Linked DNA regions of Sus scrofa: region 1 is linked to region 2. The links are chromatin contacts, called in public Hi-C maps. All regions are on one chromosome and are shown on one strand. The core of a region is the stretch at or near the end of the contact, and the rest is flanking DNA. Distances in the headings are between cores, read along the strand shown.

What was found. Hi-C and Micro-C count contacts between places; a contact is called where the count stands out from the background.
Region 1: a contact with region 2 is called in a Hi-C map of omental adipose tissue, with 1.9 times the contacts expected there. The contact joins two enhancer-like sites. A contact is called at or near these places in 1 of 5 promoter capture datasets (fetal skeletal muscle), 27 of 47 Hi-C or Micro-C datasets (adipose tissue, alveolar macrophages, blood and 14 more) and 2 of 2 datasets of contacts at active chromatin or transcription factors (alveolar macrophages and skeletal muscle).

The regions. Positions count from the first base shown.
Region 1 is chr12:4,363,724-4,366,767 of Sscrofa11.1, forward strand. No RefSeq gene overlaps it. Among named protein-coding and RNA genes, the nearest start is that of SEPT9, 18 kb to the left of the region's middle. Within about 2 kb of position 1,573, at least 26 of the 83 cell types and tissues checked have an H3K27ac peak or open chromatin away from gene starts, as enhancers often do. A contact at or near this core is called in adipose tissue, alveolar macrophages, fetal liver and 4 more, where this site is marked.
Region 2 is chr12:4,266,892-4,269,889 of Sscrofa11.1, forward strand. It overlaps SEPT9 (septin-9), which reads right to left. Exons shown (of 12, transcript XM_005653856.3): 4 at 1-20. Among named protein-coding and RNA genes, the nearest start is that of SEPT9, 79 kb to the right of the region's middle. Within about 2 kb of position 1,285, at least 39 of the 83 cell types and tissues checked have an H3K27ac peak or open chromatin away from gene starts, as enhancers often do. A contact at or near this core is called in adipose tissue, alveolar macrophages, fetal liver and 4 more, where this site is marked.

The sequences.
Region 1 (3,044 bases), core at 323-2,822, 97 kb after region 2:
TCCCCAGGAGGAGAAATTATCTATCGGCGCAAGTGCCATTTCCTTCCCTGCCAGCTGCCGCGCCTGATCCCCAAGCAAGCGAGCCCTTGGCCCCTGCAGCCGCCCCCAGCAGCCGGGGGCGGGGGGACGACGGACGTGTGGGCGTGGGTTTGAACCTGACCAGCGGTTATTCAGCCCTCCCTGCAGCTGGAAAGAAGGCTCCAGGCTGGGCCAGGCTGGAGAGACCAGGCTGCAAGAATGGCCCTCAGGGCCAAGGGGAGCCCTGGACCCTGACCAGGGCTCTGGTCGGCCGGCGGGAGACCTGCATCGAATCAGAGGAGAAGGAGCAACCACCGAACGAGGGTGTGAGTGCGCTTGGGGGGCGGGGGAAGGTCCTGGGTAAGTCCCCCCACCCCCCGGATGCCTCAACTGCCTCACTTACAAAACGGGGACCACACCACCTCCTTCGCAGGCTCATCATGACGCTGCGTTAATATCTATAACGTACTTAGGACAGGGCCTGGGACAAAAACCACTTCTCTAGCTTGGCTACATAAGTAAACTAAGACACCTGGTATTATGGGCTTAAAAGAGAGCGTGACATGTCGTGAACTTGAATAGCAGGTGTTTCTGAAGCCACCCATTTGAGCCAGGAGGAGCAGCTGATGCTGAGCCCCGTTCTAGTGACCACTGGGCCGGAGGGTCTCTGCAGGGAGGGATCTGCCTCTCCGATCAGAGCCGCCTCTAGCCCCCAAGTGCAAGCGTGCGTGTATGCACCAACACGTGGAAGGCACGGGCACGTCTTCACACATACACGTGACTCCCTGCCCGTGCTCACCCGGAACCCATCTGACACGGTTCTGAATGATGACATCTGGACCGGGCTCTGTTTCCATAGGAACCAGGTGACTTGAGCTTTTGGGAGCTGTTGGTCGACACAGAGGGTCCAAGAGAAGGGACACAGGAGAAAGGTGGTAGGATCAAGCCCAGCCTGATCCCCTCCTGAAGCCCAGAGTGCCTGGAGTCTGGTGATGGAGGGCCCTTGTCCTAGGTATAGTCCCAGTAATATTACACTTTGAAATTTGAGTTCTCATAAAGTAACAGACACCTGCCATTAGCCAGAACCTGAGGTCCCTTCTGCGGCCATCCTGAGCGACTTCCACACAGCCTCTACTTGAATACTCCTAGGCCGGGGGACTCACTACTTTACAGAACTGCTCGCTCCATTGTCAGAAAGTGAAACTGTGAGAAAACTGCCTCTTTCCATAATGAGTCAAACTCCACCTTCTGTTGTTAGTGTCCGCATCTCTGGTTCCGGTTTTGGGTTCTGAAGGGACACAAAAGAAGCTTCCTCTTTCTACGGACAACCTCCAGCCATGTGTGGACAGTGACTGTAGCTCTTCTGCTCCGTGGGGCTCCCGTCCAGGCAACCGCCAGCGCCCTGCCACAGCCCCTCTCTGACCCGCCTCAAGCCCTCTAGCGGGGCCGGCCCCTCACCTGTCCGTCCACATCCGCCTCCAGGACTGAGCCCTGGACAGGCCCCTCTGCAGACGGGGCTTTGTCACAGGTTGAGCTGTGCTGCCCAGAGATATGCTGAAACTACTGCCCAGCACCTGTGAACGTGGGGCCTTATTTGGATCAGGCCTTTGCAGATGTGAGAATATCGTGGGTGACAGCGGGCCCCTAAATCCTGGTCCCTTTATGAGAGAAAGGGTGGTGATCTGGGCCCAGAGACACACAGGGGAGAAGGCCACGTGGTGGCAGAAGCGGAGACTGGAGGGTTCCCCTCTGAGCCTCCAGAAGGAATCAGTTGGGAGTCCTGTTCTTGGAGCCCTGGATCGTGGTTACGTGTTACGGCAGCCGCAGGGCCGATCCAGGGCCTGAGCAAGGCTGGCCTAGTTGGCACAGTGTCCCCTCCCCACTGCAGCCAAAGTCTGCGTCCAGTACATTGTCCTATTGGCAAGGTCAGGCAGCCGCTCACCCCGAGCTCCGGTCCACGAGTCCCTGTGTTCCCGTGTCCCCGGCCAGGGCAGCCCCTCTGCTCCCCGAGCACCGCTGTGGGGCCTCCCTCCGTCCTGGTGTCCCAACCCAGCTCACTCCCGGGAGCCGGCTGCCCTTTCCTCTGACCCTGGGGTCCCCGAGGAGGCCTGGAACCTGCATTTTAGCAGGTTTCCCAGGTGACTTAAGAGCCGCCTGCACTCAGCCAGCTTGGGGGGCTCTGGACCGGGTGATGGGCCCAGGACCAGAAAGGTCGGGCCTCAGTGTGGCCGCCTGGACCTCGACAGCCCTCTGGAGCCGGGACCCAAAACTCCAGGACAGGCCCTCAGCCGTACGGGACACTTTTGGCAACAATCTGCTCTTCTGAACGTAAACTGCCCCAGGTCGCCCCCACTTTCTGTTCCTTTAAGTGAGCAGCAACAAAAAAACATGGTTTTGTGCCAAAGGTGGGGCCTGAAGTTTCCCAGAGTCCGGTTTCCTGTCAGGCCTAGGTACAACCCACAGGAGAGCTGGTGTGTGTGTGTGTGCGTGTGTGCGTGTGCGCACGAGTGTGTGTGTGTGTGCTGGTGCGTGCCCATCCACGTGCAGCCTGGGGAAGGGTGGAGAGGCTCACGGAAATTCTTTCTGGGGTCAGGAAGACAGCGAAATGGAAAATGAGACCTGAGCACACACACACACACACACACACACACACCCGAAGGGAAAGCCTTCCTTTCCATCCACCTCGGAGGATCCCCGGGGCTTCAGGAAACAAGACTGGACGTCAGGGCGCTGAGGATCTGTCCTGGGCACCCCCGTGGTCCCCATCAGTCCTTCTCGGTGTGGAAGGCGTTTCTTCCAGCTGCTTCTGCATCTCCCGCCCCGCCCCCACCCCATTTCCTCCTCTGGCTCCTTTCATCCCTGGGCCTGGGCCACCCGCTCCGGCCCCCACCATTGCCCGGGGTGTGAACCATTTCCTCTGGTCGCATGTGTGCACGCGTGTGCACACACACACACACACAGCACAGGGGGAGCAGGCAGAGCAGAGCAAGGGGCTGTTCTTCCTGATTCTCCTCCGGCACAGCTGC
Region 2 (2,998 bases), core at 35-2,534:
GCCCGGAGCCACCTCAGAGGCTGCAGAAAGAGGAGAGGGCGCATTAGGGGTGGCGGGGGTCCCAGGCAGGTGTCTGCTAAGCCCCCACATCCTCAGGTGGGGAGACTGAGCTGCTCAAGAGACCCCTGAGGAAGCCCCGGAGCAGGAGCCTCAGTCCAGATGGCAAACCATCAGCCCTGCCCACCTGGTGCCCCTCCCCCAGCTCCAGGGCAGGCTGACCCCCCCAACCTCCTCTTCCTCACCTGAGCTGCACCCAGAACTGCCCTGAGGGAAGGGAGCGCCCTCTCTGTCCCACCCCCACCCTGCCCACCTCCATCCTGCCCACCTCCACCCTGCCCAGCCTCCACCCTGCCCAGCCAAGGTACCCAGGTGGGCCCCTCCATCTCCTTCACTGACTCAGACAGTCCCCAACACCTGCTGCGGCCTGACAGCCTAAGAGCCCTTGGGGTCAAACAGCCAGCGTTTGGGCCAACCTGTGAGCCAGAACATAGAAGGGGGCAGCCTCCTGCAGGAAGGAGGGAGGGAGCCAGCGCTGGCTCCGTCCAGGGTGTGTGCCAACAGCCCCGGGGTGGCGGCAGTGCTGGGAGGAGGGGCTCCTTTGCAGGCAGGAGTGTCTGGGTGCAGAGCCCCGCTCCTCAGGGCCCAGGTGTTCCCAGGAGACGGCAGGAGGGAGAGGGACCTGGGCAGCACCTGGGGGCACTGCCCTTGCCTCCCACCCTGGACTAGATCCTGGTGGCCGTCTTCATTCCGGCCGCCTGGCACCTGCAGGCCCCACACCCACAGGCCAGGGCAAGGCTTTGCTTTCAGGTCTGCAAATGGGGCGGAAAGGCTCAAAATAACTCAGGCTTCTGTGATCTATAGGCTGGAAGCTTCCTCTTTTCAGAAGTCCACATGCCCAGGCCTGGGGGCAGGAGTGGGGGAGGGGGACACCCAGAAGGGGCCCAGTGGGGCCTGAGGTGCACACGCCCAGAGAGGCTGGTCAGGGCACTCAGAACAGTGCAGGCTCCCCACAGGGTCCGGCTGGAGCACACTGGCCACGTCCCCATGAGCCCCACAGCACATGCCCAGGCCACACCTTTCCCGGGCTGGCCTCCTAGCGCCCCCTTCCCTGCCCCCAAGAGTCCAGGCTCTCCCCACCCACTTTGCCAGCCAAGGAGTTTTGGCTTCATCCTCCCCCCCGCCAAGGAGGCTCACAGTCTCTTCTCCTGGGGCACCCCGAGCTCCCGGGAAGGGACCACACAGCGCGGGCCTGAAGCCTCCTCCACCGCCAGCCTCGCCCCGCGAGCCCCGCCTGCCAGCCCCCAGGGAGGGGCTGCTGGTTCCCCTGCAATCAGCTCTGGATGTGGGCCCAGGAGGCAGGGCTGGGCATGCAGCCTTCCTTTCAGATGCCTGCCACCCATCCCCCGCCCCCACCCCCGCCCCCAGGAAGCAGCAGGACACAGGTCGCCAGGCCAGAGGCCACAGCGGGGCTTTCGGATAGTGCGTTTCCACTTCCTGGGGGAATAACCGGATGCTGACCCCCTGCTTCGCCCCTGGGCTCGGGCCTCTGCAGCCACATCTGTCTCCATCCTCCCAGGAAGGAGGACAGGGACCCCAGGTTATAAATCCCAGAGACAGGGTGGGGCTGGGGGTCGGTCCCAGTCTCCGCAGCCTGGACGAAGCACAGCCCTTCCTACAGAACAGACGGGCCAGGAGCCTAACGCATTAAACCCGCGGGGGCCACGCAGCTGTCCTAACAACAGGCGCACACTTGAGGCCTCGGATCCACGCTGCCCCCACCCCCCAGGCCAGGGAAGGGCGAGGGGCCCAGGAGGCAGGGACCCCCATTTAGCCGCCACTGGGGGGCCTCCTCCCTGGTCGGCAGGGAAGGCTCAGAAGGCCTCTGCTCACTCTTCAGAAACACTCTGCCCCAGGCTCCAGCATCTTTAAATAAACAAAGAGCAGAGCTGCATCTGGCCTGGACGTGTGGCTTTGGGGCTGCTTCCTGGAGACAGACATGGGGCCTTGTCTTTTGGGGCAGCAGTTCAGCCCCTGCCCCACGTGACCAAAAATTGCTTCCATCTGTCTGTGGCTCTGGGAGCCATTCTGCCCGGGACTGGGCCGGCCCCCCGCCCACCCCCACATCCCCCTCCATCCCCCACCCCCTCCCGGGCAGAGCCACCCCCGAACCCCCACACTTCCCTCCGTGGGCCCTGGGAGCCGCAGAGCGAGGGAGGCTCCGGCTGGCCCCTCCGCAGGCACTGACATCCAGGGCAGAAACTCGAACCAAAGCAAACATCCTGCCCACCAGGGCCCCCGCTTGAGAAGTCATCATAAAAACACGACAAGCGCCATCCTTTTCACTGGGGGAAGGGCCTGGCCTCCTGCACAGGTGAGGGGCCATTCCTGCAAGGGCCCCCCGCTGGGAGGCACCCTGGTCGGCAACCCCAACTCTGCCCACCCCCTGACGTCCCCCACAAGCACGAGAGCTCCTCCCCCTGCACCTACCCGCCAGGGCACTTTGGGGTCTGCCCTCAGGACCCCCCCCCGCCCCGGGGGGAGAGCAGAGGCCCTGGCAGGCCCACTGGCCCAGAGTCACTTTCGGGAACCCCAGCGGGACCCCGGGGGCTCGAGCCAGCTGGACCAGCAACTCCAGCACCGCCCGATGAGGCAGCCACGTGTGACTTCTAAAAATCATGGTAAAATATTAATTTTATTATGTATTCTATAACACAAAGTGTGCCATCCTAACCAATTTGAAGTGTGGGTACGGCAGTGCTGGGCAAGCATCTACACAACTCAGAGTGCAAAACGGAAACCGTCTGCCTTGAGCACCAACTCCCACTGCCCCATCCTCCCTTCTGTCTCTAGGAATAGAACCTCTCGGGGGACCCCATGGAAGTGCTATCAGGCAGTATTTTTCCCTTGGGGCCTGGCTGGCTTCACGGGGCTTAGGGTTCCCAAGGTCCATGCCGGTCGCAGCAGGTGTCAGGGCGTCCTTCCTGCTGCAGGCTGCGTA